Linked DNA regions of Danio rerio: region 2 is linked to region 1. A link is a contact called in public Micro-C data. All regions are on one chromosome and are shown on one strand. Each heading gives the region's core, a stretch centred on a gene start, on an enhancer-like site or on the middle of the called end of the contact. The rest is flanking DNA. Distances are from core to core; before and after follow the strand shown.

Region 1 (7,925 bases), core at 2,719-5,218:
CGCAGCTTTTACAGCCTCGATACTCTCCTCCAGACCCAGGCTGCTTTCACAATCCTGCTTGGCGTTAAAACTTCGTGCCTGGACGTCAGAAAACCACCAGCCCCTCTGATCCTCATCTCCAACACTGACTGTTTGAGATTGCTGATTGGCTGATGGTATTTAAAAGAAATTGTGAGAGAAAGAAAGGGGAAAAATACACCTTTAACACACTTTTTTTTTGTTTACATTATGGAAATATCTCAGCAAATAATGAACCTTTTCATTTATAGAATAAAAAAATTCACATGTATATCATTCTCACAAAATGTCAAAAAAGTGTCTCAGAAGGTGGCAGTCTATGGAGACTACATTGTTCATATGTGCATACTAAAACTCAACATTTACCATGTATTGCCACTTAGTCGCTGACATTATTTTAGCAGGTACAACTTGAAAACTGTAATGGCAAATGGCTGCTTCTCACTCAGGGCTGTTTATGCTAATGAGGGAGAGATCATCACTATTGGATGGGACTTTTCCACTCTGATGACATATACAAAGGGAGAATGTCATTCAAAGTGTTTTTGAAGACTGTTTTGAACAATGTGATTATAAAAAAAATAGAATTAATTAACTGTTACTAGAGGCTGGCTATATTCACACACTTCTGCCACACAACTGTGTTTAACCCTCTTATTAAAGTTATTTTAAAATAGGTGCCCTTTAAGATTCTAATAAATTATTTAGTTTTTGAAAATGCGTTTTTACAACAGATTTTTTAAAACATGGATAAAAACTGTAATTTCGTGAAATATTAATACACCTAAAAAAAAAAAAAAAAAAGAGATTGATGCATTTTATTCCTTTGAGGCTTAAAAGTCCCATGAACTGCTTTGAAATATGTATTTTATTCAATGTTTGGTATAATCTGAAACCAAAACATGAACGAGTGGGACAGAGTAGCCCCTCCCCTTTAAAAAAAAACAGCCAATAGGATTTTGTTTGATCACCGCTCTGCCAGTGAGAGTGGTTCAGCTCAAGAGCATCAATGAAAACCAAATGTGAGGCGTCTTGAAGGGCAGAGCATGTCAGATACTAGAGCATATAAATGGTTATGATTTGATGAGAAACTAAAGTCTAAGGTGAGTAAAACCATTCATCCATATGGGCTGAAAAGACAAACTACAGGCTTTACACGTTAATATCGGTTTTATATCTTCTAAACTTAAATTTTGTCACTGTTTTGGAGCACACTGGCAAAGGAGTGTGGCCAGATGTGCTGTAATGTTATGACAGAGACACTTCCTGGTGATGTGGAGTCAATCTGCGAATCACGGCCCATTATGTTAGCTGACCAATCAGAGCCAATGGAGGGCAGGCCTTTCGGAGGAACTAGGAAATATGACAGTCTTTTCATGTTAGCTGAGTAGCTGTATGTAATCAAATTAAAATATAGGAAAAAATCTAATCTTGGAATTTGTTTCTTTTATTACATGATTTACTCGCCTACAAAATCATCCTGAAGTATCAATCTAAAATTAATAAAGTATTTCCAAATAGAGCTACACAAATCATCAGGTGAAATTGTATATATATTGTGTGTGTACTGCAATTTATATCACAGAAATAAAAAATATTGCAATAAAAGATTTTTCCAACAACAACATCAAAACAACAACAAAACCTCAAAACAAAAAGACATGCAAATTTGTAAATGTTTCAAGGACATTTTTAATACAATTATAATTTATTTTCGTGAATGCAAATCTGAAATGGACCAGTGGTTCTCAATTTTTTTTTTCACCAAGTACCACCTCAGAAAAAAAATTGTCTATCCAAGTACCACCATAATGACCAGTATTGAAATACAGTAGCGTAGTAGACCAAATTAAGCAGCTACAGCTCTGCACAGTTCAAAACCGTGGCAGATTAATTCTTCTTATTATAAATATTTATTATTGTCAGCAACTTTAAACATTATAAACAGTTTGAACATTAGCACTGTACTGTGTTAAAAGTTAATTATAATTATAAATTCATAAAGAGTAAAAAGAAAACTGCTGTACTTACATGTAAAGTATTATTATAAAGTAGCCTATTCATCAAAACATGGAAATGTTCATATTCACATAAACTCTTTTTGATACATTTTGAAATATATGATGCATGTATATATGACTTATTTGTATATCTAAACATTAACTTGTGTGTTAGATATATGAATTGGATTTACATATTTAAATTTAGAAATTAGATCTGCTCACTGCATGTTAGAGTAGACTATTTGTGTCAGAAAAGCAAGTGACTAAGCTATAACTGTCAACAATGGGATGTAAAAATATAAGACGCGCCCAACAACCGTTACAAATATGGGGAGGAAATTAGCTTCAAATGATAGAATACACAACAAACAATAAAATTTTTTAAATAAAACAAATGATTTAGCTTATTAAAATCAATTTACTGATCACATCAGTGTTATATGCATCAAAGGGTTAAAAGTATGTCCTTTTTTTACTTTAATTATTCAGCAAATTCTTAACGTCCTATAAGAAGGAAGCTTGCGTACCACTAGATAGAGAACCACTGATGTGGACAATTATTATTCAAAGTTCAAGGATTTTCATTTTATTTTTTTTATCATAGTTTCTACCTACCTATGGTTCCAATTACTTGCACAAAAACGGCTTTTGTGGATGTGACATTTGCAGTAAAAACTCAACACATAAATTCGCATAGAAAGTATGTTAATGTTATATTAAAACTTTTGTTTATATTTTACAGAATAACTTACCAAAGAGTGTGGATGTGACAAAAACATATGCGGGGTTAACAGTATACAACATTGTAGAAATTGTGAATTAAACTGCACCCCCCCAAAAAAAAAAAAAAACTATAATCATTAAAAGAGTCGGCTCTCTATGAAACTAAAATAAAATGTATTTTATTTTTATTTTATATTTTCACATTTATGAGGTAAAAATGGTCTTACGGATGTGAAATCTCTCTGTTCTGGATATGGCAGATGTGAAATTGCCACTTGTGTGACTTTGGTAAATCAAATAGAATCATTTGAAAACATTGACAGATGTATTTCTAAAGTACTATAAAATACTTGCTTACACAAAAAACCCAGAAACAGTTTCCGTATTTTGGAAAAACTTAAATCTTTTCATGGCAAGGTTGACAATTGCACAGAACTGCTCATGTGTTAGAAATTATGAATCAATATTGCCTAAAAATGCAGCAAAAGCATAAAAACTCATATTTTTTTCCTATAAATTGAATTAACTCAGCAGGACATTAAAGTAGTAATAATAATACTTAGTTATTATTACTTTATTATTACGTTAATACTTAGTAAGTATTATTAATTATTGATATGATTGACATTTGCTATTACATGTACATTAAATTTTACCATAAATTCAAATAGTTTTTCTGTATTCTCTGTCAAATTTAATATGTTTAACTCTCATTCAACAGTGATAATAAGAAACATAAAAAGCATAAAAATGCAATTACAGTTTGACCACCAGTAAAGATGTATACAATTATTAGATTGACGAGTTTGATTGCTCATATAGCAAGGATGACCAGATTCATACTCACTTCCACAGTTTTCCTCCTGAATGGCAGGAACTTGGTGTGGCGCACTAATAAACACCAACTCCACTTGTTTCTTTAATAGTTTGCGTAAAGCTCCAGTCTTCTCCCTAAAAGAGTTTCCATTCTGTCGATAACCGTGAATACAGAGAATTCGAAGAGGAACTGCAGACATTTTAAATTATTAATAACCTGTCAATGCTGTTGTGATTTTATAGCGGTGCTGCAAACGCTAAACACGAGCGTACTAAATCATAAGCAAGTGCGACATACAGTGAAAAGCTGACCTAAAACTTCAGATATATATATTGTGATATATAGTTTTAAATATCAATTTAAACTCTACAGATAAACTATAAACTTGACGTTTCCTTTTTGTGCGACAGATTTATGACCGTGTGGAAACATAAGAGATTAAGAGTTCCCCCAATGCGAATATTGTCTGCAATTTGTTTATAAAGCTTCCTAATTACAAACAAACACTAAAGCTAAATGCGTTTTATATGTTAATCAAAAAATTGTGCTTTCCATAAAATACTCGTTAGTTTCCAACAATTAGAAACAGAAATATAGTTCCGATTTCAAACGCCAGGGGGCAACCGTTCCCCACAGAAAGCTGTGTTGTATAAAATGGCACGTATATGTAAGCCTCTCACATATGCCAAAACAAATAACTAAAAAAATGTAAGTAAGTTTTCCCTCAATTAATACATTATGTAAATACGTTGCACTGAGACTATAACAACGAGTAATTATAGCCCACTATAATGACAAAATATGGTAAGATTGTTAAAATCAAGTGTCTCAAAATGTATGTGCAAAGGGGGACGTCTCACTGTGACACCAAGTAATGAAATTTAAACATATATATCCATAAATGAATATGTGCTGGATCATTTCAATGCAATTAAAACAACGAAAGATATAATACATGATGTCTATGCTATTTTTCAGTTAGGCATAACATTCTTGGGATTCTGCCTCTCCTGTATTTCCAAATGTTTGTTTAAGAAAAAAGAGAAAATGCCTCCAGCTTCTAAAGAATGTAAATAACTCCACAAAAAAGGGAGTTTAACATAAATCTGTATGCATTCAATACTTCATGCTATCCTAGAGGGGAAAGTTCTTAATTTGGTTAGATGATTATTTCTCTCTGTTGATCTCGGCGAGTTTTCTGGATGATTGTGCCTCCTGAGCACTTGACAATTAATCTAAAAATGAGCAGCAACCCTGGAGGCCTGATGCCTCTACTTATACTCTTACACAACACCGAGTTCATCTGTTATAACAAACACTGATCTGAGTCCAGTTCTGCAAGTTCTGCTGAGACGACAGAATGAAAGAACTACAGGATAGAAAGATAGATAGATGGATGGATGGATGGATAGATAGATGAACAGGTAGGTAGGTAGGTGGATGGATGGATGGATGGATGGATTGATTCATTGACGGATAGATACATTAACAGATTGATTCATTGACAGACAGACATACAGGTGGATGGATGTATAGATGGACAGATGGATAGATGTATAGATAGATAAATAGATGGATGAATGGATAGATGGATAGGAAGGTAGGTGGATGGATGGATGGATGGACAGATAGATTGATTCATTGACAGACTGATACATTAACAGATTGATTCATTGACAGACAGACATGTAGATGGGTGGATGTATAGATGGATAAATAGATGGATGGATGGATAGATAGATGGATAGATAGATAAACAGGTAGATAGGTAGGTGGATGGATGGATGGATGGATTCATTGACAGATTGATACATTAACAGATTGATTCATTGAAAGACAGACGTATAGATGGATGGATGTATAGATAGAAAAATGGATGGATGGATGGATAGGTATATAGGTGGATAGATGGAAAGGTGGATGGATGGGGGGGTGTAGAGATGGATAAATAGATGTATGGATAGATAGAAAGATCGATTCCTTGATTGATATATTGATGGATGGCTTCATTGACAGACAGACCTATAGGTGGATGGATGTATAGATGAATAAATGGATAGATGTATAGATGGATGGATAAATCAAAGGATGGATTGATGGATGGATGGATGGATGGATGGATGGATGGATGGATGGATACATGGATGGATGGATGGATGGATGGATGGATGGATGGATGGATGGATAGATAGATAGATAGATAGATAGATAGATAGATAGATAGATAGATAGATAGATAGATAGATAGATAGATTGATTGATTGATTGATTGATTGATTGATTGATTGATTGATTGATTGATTGATTGATTGATTGATTGATTGATTGATTGATAGATAGATAGATAGATAGATTGATGGAGAGACAGATATATGTATATAATATATTCAGTACTAATGCCAAGCTCATAAACATAATCTTCCCCATAACTGTTTATGGCTTGTTTGTGTGTTAGCAAGTTCATCTCATCCTTGAAATGAAAGAATATTTCTGCCATGTGAAGTGGAAAGCGAGGCAGTGGAAACAGCACTAAGCAGATGCTTCAAGCTGTAATTAAGCAAGGTTTGTGGCGATCCACCAAGTTAACTTAAATGAATATCTGCGACAGAAAAAGAGGTTTAATTAATGAGAGTCCTTCTGTCTAATTTAATGACTTTTCTGTGCATATTGAGTATATGTCAGAGCCAAATGCCCTACAGACACCCAATAGCTCATTCCCTGCTTTAACACGTTTACTTAAACACATCCGAATGGATTTCCTCATTTTATTGAGCATTAAACGCTTCGGTGTGTGTGTGTCCCTTCAAGGGTCTCCCCGCATCAGCCACCCGTTCATTACCTCTGGTCCTCCGCTGTTCTCTTTATTATTCACCGTGATCAACCCGAGAGATGAGACACAAATGAGACTAAATAAATAAAACAGGCCATAAGGCCAAGCTTCCTTTCAGCAATGTTTAAGTGATTTATTCTGAGTTGTGGCTTATTAGACAGACAGACAGACAGACAGACAGACAGGCTGACTCACAGTTATATATAAAGATAGATGGATAGAGTGCATCTGGAAAGTATTCACAGCGCTTTACCTTTTTCTCATATATTTATGTTACAGCCTTTTTTCCAAAATGGAATAAATTGAATTATTACTTCAAAATTCTACTCACAATACCCCATAATATCAATGTGAAAAAAGATTTTTTGAAATTGTGGCAAATTTATTAAAAATAAAAAACCTGAAAAATCACATGGACATCAGAATTCTCAGCCTTTGCTCAATGCTTTGTTGATGCACCTTTGGCAGCAATTACAGCCTCGATTCTTTTTAAATATGATGCCACAAGCTTGACACACCTGTCTTTGGGATTTTTTTTGCCCATTCCTCTTTGTAGTACCTTTCAAGCAGAGAGGCTGAATGGGAAGCGATGGTGTACAGCCATTTTTAGATCTCTCCAGAGATGTTCAATAGGATTTAGTTCTGGGCTCTGGCTGGGCCACTCAAGGACATTCACCGAGTTGTTGTGAAGCCACTCCATTGATATTTTGGCAGTGTGCTTTGGGCTATTGTCCTGTTGGAAGATGAACTGTTGCCCCAGTCTGAGGTCAAGAGCACTCCGAAGCAGGTTTTCATTTAGGATGTCTCTGTACATTGCTGCATTCATCTTTCCCTCTATCCTGACTAGTCTTCCAGTTCCTGCTGTTGTAAAACATCCTTACAGCATGGTGCTGCCTCCACTGTGCTTCACTGTAGGGATGGTATTAGCCTGGTGATGAGCGCTGCCTGGTTTTCTCCAAATGTAACACCTGGCATTCACTCCCAAAGAGTTCAATTTTAGTCTCATCAGACTAGAGAATATTGTTTCTTATGGTCTGAGAGTTCTTCAGATACTTTTTGGCAAATTCCAGGCGGGGAGGCTGGCTTTCGTCTGGCCACTCTACAACAAAGGCCTGATTGGTGGATTGCTGGACAGACGGTTGTACTTCTGTAAAGTTCTCTTCTCTCCACAGAAGAACGCAGGAGTTCAGACGGAGTGACCATTTGGTTATTGATCACCTTCCTGACTAAGGCCCTTCTCCCCCGATCACTCAGCTTAGATGGTCGGCCAGCTCTAGGAAGAGTCCTGGTGGTTTCAAACATCTTCCACTTAAGGATGATGGAGGCCACTGTGCTCATTAGAACTTTTAGAGCAGCAGACATTTTTCTGTAACCTTCCCCAACCTGGCTCAAGACAATCCTGTCTCAGAGGTCTACAGACAGTTCCTTTGTCTTCATGCTTGGTTTGTGCTTTGACATGCACTGTCAACCCTGGGACCTTATATAAAAAGGTGTATGCCTTTTCACATCATGTTCAATCAACAGAATTTACCAC
Region 2 (7,925 bases), core at 3,531-6,030, 410 kb after region 1:
ACTGTTTATATTAGTATTTATTTATTAGACACTAGTCTAATATCTTTTATAACCATAACTAGTAAACATTCTTATTTGACTAGTCAGTTTTGCTTTATTAATCATCGTATGTTATGAATAGTCCAAGTGGAAGAATCGATTTAGGCTTGGGCCGGTTTAAGATTCTGATGGTATGATAACCTTAAATAAAAATATCACGGTTTCACAGTATCATGGTTTTGTGATTACTGCTCCAAAATATATTCTTTTTAAATTTCTGGGTAAAAAAATAAAACTTTTCCCTTTTGAAAATAATATATTGAATTTTTTGAAACATTTATAATATAGTGGGACAGTAAACATATCAGGCTAAATAATGAAAATTAATCATTGACTTCTGCTCTCTTCATTACTTTCAAAAACACAGACTTCTCTACAATTTAAAATGACATATTTTCTGCTGAATATACTGTTGTCTGAAAAAAAAAAAAAAAAAAAAAAAAAAAGCTAATCATAAACATACCTTAGGAACAATATTACAGAATTTTGGCAGTTTTAAAACCTTCACTAAATATGTACTAGTATCTTTTAAATAAGTTATAGTATACATTTCATAAGTACTAGTAGCTATTGAACAATCATTAGTACCTATTAAATATATTCTAGTATCTAATGAACAAGTACTAGTATCTATTAATTAGGTACTAGTGCATCATTAATAGATAATAGTACCTAACGATTAACCACTAGTGCATAAAATATGTATTAGGCTCAGCGGGAATACATATAGTCAACACTGAACAGATGATCTCAATGACAGATTTCATAGAAATCAATAGAAAAAAAATTGTAATGTATTATAAGTAACAACAGAATAGTTACTGGTTACTATTAAGAAAAGTACTAGTATTTAATAAATAAGAGCTAGAATCTATTTAATAAAAATTAGTATCTAATGAATAAATACTACCTATTTAATAGATACTAGCATCTAATGAATGAGTACTAGTATCAAATAAAAACGAACTAGTCTAATAATCAAACAGTAACATATATTTAAAAAGCACATCTAAACGATAGACACTAGTATGTAATGAATAAAGCACGAGTGGTGTCTAATGAAAAAGCATTGGTATCTAATAATAATAATAATAATAATAATAATAATAATAATAATAATTCCTTACACTTATTTAGTGCTTTTCTGGGCATTCAAAGCGCTTTACACTTTGGGGGAATCTCCTCATTCACCACCAGTGTGCAGCATCCACCTGGATGATGCGACGGCAGCCATATTCTAATGAATAAGTACTAGTATCTAATGAATAAACACTATCATCTAATGAATAAGTACTAGTACTTAAATGAAAAAGATACTAGTATCTAAAAAAACACTTGCACCCTTAAAATAAATACTAGTACATGTTCGATTAAAATGTCAAAACAAACATAGGGTTTCCTGGAGAGGAGAAGTATCCAAAGCTCATCAGCTGGTCACAGGGGTACCTCAGGGATCTGTTCTTGATCCCCTACTATTTTCTATTAACACCACATCCCTGGGAACCATCATCCAATCACATGGTTTTTTTCATTGTTATGCCGATGACGCACAGCTCTCTTTCATTTCATCAAAATGACCAAATGGTGGCTGCAAAGTTCTCACCATACCTGGAGGATATCTCGGCTTGTCACTCCACAAATCACTCCATATATATTATATTAAGAAGAGGGGAAAAAACACTGAATTTATTAAAGTGTGCTTCACACAGGTGAGCTTGACAAACCCCCTATAGAAACACTCCTCTTACAAAAAAAAAAAAAAAAAAAAAAAAAAAAAACTCCACCTCCATACTCTAGCACTTAATTGCCTCTTCTTGTCTAAATGTAAATGTACTACATATTTAGTTGACTATTCGGCACTTGGAAAACGAATTGTGGAGTTGACTGAAGCTGAAATCAATTTGTTTGCTTTTTTGAACAAACAAAGAGAAAATGCCTGAATAAAAACAGTTTTGACTTGACAAACCCCCTATAGAAACACTTACAAAAAAAAAAAAAAAAAAACACTCCACCTCCATACTCTAGCACTTAATTGCCTCTTCTTGTCTAAATGTAAATGTACTTCATATTTAGTTGACTAATCGGCACTTGGAAAACGAATTGTGAAGTTGACTGAAGCTGAAATCAATTTGTTTGCTTTTTTGAACAAAGAGAAAATGCCTGAATAAAAACAGTTTTGACTTTGATCCCCCCCAATCTTGAGGTTGGTCTGGCTGCAGACTCTGAGCTGCATTCAATGTGGTTTAAAGGCACTGACCTATCTCCCTAACCCTACCCCTCACAGTGACGTCACTTGCTCCATTGAGTGCATGGTGTCTGACATTGCAACTTTAAGCGATGCGATCTCAGCTTGCATCATTAAGACTACATTTAGATATTATTGCTCACGTTTCATTTTCCAGAACAGACTGAATAACATGGAAGACATACAAAACAATCTATACTTAATATTCCTATCATTTGTGGCATAAGACATTATTGGATTTACAATGTATTTTGGATATCACCAGAAATCTACCCATACAACTTAAAACCGGAGCACCCAGAGGAAACCAGAACATGCAACTCATCACAGAAATGTCAACTGACCCAGCTGGGAGACGAACCAGCGACCTTCTTGTTGTGAGCCGACAGTGCTAACCACTGAGCCACCATGTCTCCAGCTGAATTGATTTTATCCAATTTAAAAAAAGAAATCATGACAAATATAGCCAAATAAGGAAGATGGTTAAATATTTAAACACTCCATGTTCTTGAAAAACATTTCACCCACAAGCAACAACAAACGACAGTCACAAAAAAACAAGATCATACAAGCCTTAGATCACAGGGTGCAGCAACAGCAGTTGTTGAGACAAACATGAAACACAACAGCAGTTATAAAGAAATAAAGCACATGTATGAGAAGCATTGATCGTCCCACAGGACCTCGCAGAAGCAGCTGCTTTACAGACACAATACAACATTAATATTCATATGCAGACATGGGAACGCTTCTTAAAAGTTATGAACACAATCCTTTATCACTAGGATTAATCTGATGATACAACCAAGCTCAAAATAATAGAAAAGCGGCCTAATTAACATGAAAACTCTGTTATATACTGTAGCATTTAAATATGTGCTATAAGATACAGCACATTTAATGCCATTTTCTTCCTTGTGGCACAAGAAATATGGGAGCTCAAATAATGCTTTTCTTGTTTGTTGTTGTTGACTAGTGGGAATCATTTCCATGTAAATTCTGGAAATTAATAGTCTCTCACAAATATCATACAGCAGTTCTCCTTTCACAGATGCAGATTTGTTTCATCAAAAAATAAATTGCTCTTTCTTCTCTGTGCAATTTCATGCAGCAAACCAAACAACAGACACATTAACCTTGCAAATCCTTTAAATCCTTATGAAGGAGATTCTGATTTTAATAAACATTTCTGTGACATTAATTAAACAGTGCATTTATATAAAAAAAATCTCTTTTTAAATCTGCAGTTACTTAATGTGAATGCATTGCATTGGGGCCGCTGGAGAAAGTTGAATGCAGGTTATCTCAAAACAGTCATTATATTTACCTAGAGATTCTAATGAACAGCCAATGAAGTCCCAAGAGATCTTGACCAACCACAGAGATAATAAAAGAACTAAACCAGAGGCGACAACAGAGTCAAATGTCGGGACCATTTTTGTCAAGTGCCTGTATAAAACATGGATTGTTAAGTAGAACAACGTCACCATCTACTGGGGATCTTAATGCACCATAATTTCAAGAGATTCTCAATGCATTTCTGACATCAAAATAGACATACATATCATGTGTTGAGGAACAAACCGAAAATAATCCAGTTAATGAATAAATCACTCAAATATCATTACCAAAATTATTTAAAATGAGAAACCATTAATAATACTTTACCGAAAACAAATGTTTACACTGTAAAAATTGACAAAAACATTTTTTATGTTTCTTTTACATGTTTTAATAAAGTTAATCAGGTTTCAACTATATTTTTAGTTTATACAAAAATGTAATATAATATTTTAGTCAATTTGATTAATGTAAGTTTAAATAAAAATGCAAGTCAGCAATGTAATGTAATTTTCATTTAATGCCATATTCGCAACAAATGCTATTTTTATGGCAAGAACATTTCAATAATAAATATATATTTACAGACAAATGAATGAATACATAAATTAAATAAGATTTTTAGTGTTAATATATGACAAAAAAAAAAAAAAAACGTTTTGTGGAGTTAAACACAAAAAAGCATATGGGCTAATCTTGTATGCCCAATATGACATCTGTCAAAAATAAGTTGATCAAGTCTAGTCTTAAAATGTCTACTACTGTTTGAGATGTATACACACACACACACAATAATAATAATAATAATAATAATAATAATAATAATAATAATAAACAACAACAACAACGCATAACAGTTCAGAATTAAGAAGACAAAACAAACAAAAATAAAATGCATATTTAACATAAAGTACCTTTCACCAAGGTGGCCCAGGAAGGAATACTAATTAAATAAAAAAGGTGCATAATTTAAAAAAATCTGACCTAAAAAGTTAATTAAAAAAATCTAAGCGTACTAAAACCACCCGACTTGTCGTGATGACCGCAAGAAAACATCAAAAACATTCCAGTCTATGATGCTTTTTAATATTTTAAATTATGAGAACAGTGCTTTTATTTTGGAAATTGATAAAAGCTCCAACCGGAAGTCAAGTTGTTGTTGTGAAATTTAAAGTGTTGGAGGGCTTCGTACTTTTCGCTTGTGTGTTAACAGTTATTTGAGTGGGTTTTGAATGGATCTGCCCTGCCAAGATTGGGTTTGTCATGTCGAGCAGAAATGGGCTGAACTGAGATCTGAAGAAACTGAGCGTTTCAGCCTTCTGACTGATATAGATGCCATATTCAACTACGGGCTGTCACTAATATGGTCAGTCTGTTGCACTGTGGAGATGTTTATAAATTAATTAAAATGATGTTTGATAGCATAAAAATGAACCTCTATTTTTACGTAAATGCTGCAGGAATTACTGTTTCAGCTGTTCAATTAAAGTGACACCAATGTCAATCTAACGTTACAGTTTAGCAAGAAGTAGCATCACATGTTTCCAAGTAAGTTAAATAAATAACGTTAAATATTCCACCTTTTTTCCGGATTTGTCCATATCTCAGTCCGGAGGATCTCAACACTGTCCAAAATCTCAAAGAAGTTAATTTACTTATTAACCTCCCTATTTAGTAGTTGTGGATTCAGTTGTTCAGTGACATTCTAGCAAGTTTAGCATGTAAGTTAGTAGCATTTCGTCATATGTTTCTATGTAAAAATAAATATGCCACCTACGTTTTCGGATTTGTCCATATCAGTCCAGAGGATCTCAACATTCTGTCCAGAATCTCAGAGAAGTTTTCCGTCAAAAAGTCTCCTGAAACAGCTTCTGAGTTTAGACAGCAAGGCAACCTCAGCTTCAAAGTCAAGGATTACCCCGCAGCAGTGCTTCATTACTCCAAGGTACGAAAAAACGGCATATCTACTATGTATAATTTTCGTATTTATTATATCCTGAGTTGTGTTATCCTGCTTATTTATTTAGGCATGGTTAAAATCGCGTTACATTTGCTTTAAATGCATGTTTGCTATCACGTTTTGCTTTAAGTCGACGTTAATTAATTGCAATGGCACCTATCATTAATATATCGTCATAGCAACAGTTTATCAACCAATGGCGTGAGTTTGGGGCCCGAGGTTTGAGGGCATAGACTTTTTTTTTTTTTTAATTAGGATAACTTAGTTCACCCAAAGCTGAAAATAATGTCAGCCTTTACTCACATTTAGCTGGTTTCAAACATGTCTATCTTACTATTTTCTGTTGGGCACAAAATAATATGTTTAGAAGAAAACTGAAAACCTGTTTAAGTACACATGAAATCAAAATTAACGATATTGATTTTATTATCTAACATTGCTAGTTTTGTGTCGAACAATTGATCTGTACATGTTATTAAGAAAGAAAAAATGCCATATAAATCAAAAATTAAAATCTTAAGCACTTCCTGCTTGTTTTTAGTAAAATTCTCAAATAGCCATTGTCTGAGGTATAAGGCGTGGCTAACATACTCAACCATCCCCCTTTAATTGTCAGTTTTGACAGCGCTATGTCAACGAACAGAAATGGTGAGGAAGAGGTGTCTGTTGTCTCTAACCTATTCCTGATCTTTCCAAATGAAAATGTCTACTTTACAACATCCAATCAGCCACACCCATTTTTTTCTCATTTAATATTCTACTTCTCTAGAAACTGTCACAATACAAAAATAAAATGGTTGCAGCTTCAGGTTCATATGGACTTTAACATTTACTTTCATAGTGTTCGTTTTTCCTGCTATAGAAGTTAATGGTTAACGTTTTTAGCTTCTTAAATATATTTATGAAGAAACTTAGAAACATGAGGGTGAGTAAATTTTCATTTTTGGGCGCATGATTTCGTAAGGTCTAGCAAGTTTAAAGTTAAGTAGTCTGAAGCTGCGGTCACACAGCACTTTTCGCCCCGTAGACTTCCATTCATACGCACCCGAATGCGACAGATCGGAAACACCAGCTCATGCAACAAGTTTTTAAGTTCGCTGTGTTCTTAATCGAACATCAAAACATGACCTCTCTGGACAGAAATGTAAAATATGAACCAATTGCTCAATTTTTAAAATGTCTGATCATCTTGTTTAATCCCGCCCCTTTTCGCAGTGCCCTACAACAGAAACAGTCACGGTATGACTTTTATTAGACTGTATTTGTAGACCAGTATGAGATTTGATTAATATTGAAATAAGAAACCGTCCATGTTTTTAAATCCTATGAGATGAAAGCAATACTGCAAACATATTGTCAATAAAATTAGCTAATGTAGTTCAATAAACTATGATTTTTGAGTTGCACTGTTATTATTATTAATCAAATTTGATTTCGAATAACATTAGGTTTGGTGTGCATAGTATAATTTGTCTCTTTTGAATGTTTCAGGGTGTTTGCCATGCTGACAAGAATACAGATGAGCTCTCCTTGTGCTATGCTAACCGTTCTGCTGCCCTATTTTACCAAGGCCTCTACCAAGTGGGAGTCTGCTTCATGCTCTACATCAAATAATCTATATTTTTTAAGCATTCATCACACAACCGAAACATTTAAATGAGTATTTCTTTATTTTAGGCATGTCTTGAAGACATCAGGCGTTCTCTGGAGGCCGGTTACCCAAGCCACCTGCAGGACAAACTACAAACTAGACAAACCGCCTGCCAGAATCAGCTAAGAAAAGCTGAAAAACCCAACATACCACACACAGATCATCAATTATCACCATGCCAGAAGACTGTAAACTCTACTGGTCATCTTTCAGATGGTGTATCTGTTTATTTCAGCTCGGACAAAGGTCGCCACATGTTAGTCATGGAGAATAAACCAGCTGGAGAAGTGGTGCTGGAAGATGAAGCTTACTGTTCTGTCCTTATACCAGCTAACATATTTAATACAGGAACCAATAAGGCGGTAGAGACATTTGGTACTGAAGATCGACATTGTCACCACTGCCTCAGCCAGTCACTGAGTTTTGTGCCCTGTCCAAAGTGTAGTTACGCTCGATATTGTGGAGAGAGCTGTCAGAAAGATGCATGGGATCAATGGCACCAGTGGGAATGTCCAGTTGGAGCTGATCTGCTGGCCATTGGGGTTTTGGGACATTTAGCACTAAGAGTGGTCCTTAAAGCAGGACAAACTGAAGTCCAAATGGGGATTAAAAACACAAAAGACCATGTGACCACTTATAAAAATGATTCACCAGTCCAGTTGAGTCTCGGAGGGGACTGTGGAAAAAGT

Evidence for each region. Hi-C and Micro-C count contacts between places; a contact is called where the count stands out from the background.
Region 2: a Micro-C map of caudal fin shows a contact between it and region 1, with 8 times the contacts expected there. The contact joins the promoter of smyd4 here to the promoter of ovca2 in region 1. A contact is called at or near these places in 6 of 18 Hi-C or Micro-C datasets (caudal fin, embryo, hematopoietic stem cells and 1 more) and 2 of 4 datasets of contacts at active chromatin or transcription factors (caudal fin and embryo).

Annotation. Positions count from the first base shown.
Region 1 is chr10:40,681,471-40,689,395 of GRCz12tu, forward strand. ovca2 (OVCA2 serine hydrolase domain containing) reads right to left here and starts at 3,969. Exons shown (of 2, transcript NM_001020555.1): 1 at 3,592-3,969; 2 at 1-149. The coding sequence starts at 3,760.
Region 2 is chr10:41,086,729-41,094,653 of GRCz12tu, forward strand. It overlaps smyd4 (SET and MYND domain containing 4), which reads left to right and starts at 4,781. Exons shown (of 10, transcript NM_001076594.1): 1 at 4,781-4,991; 2 at 5,426-5,570; 3 at 7,077-7,166; 4 at 7,263-7,925. The coding sequence starts at 4,858. LOC141376432 (a long non-coding RNA gene) reads right to left here and starts at 5,723. Exons shown (of 4, transcript XR_012386473.1): 1 at 5,403-5,723.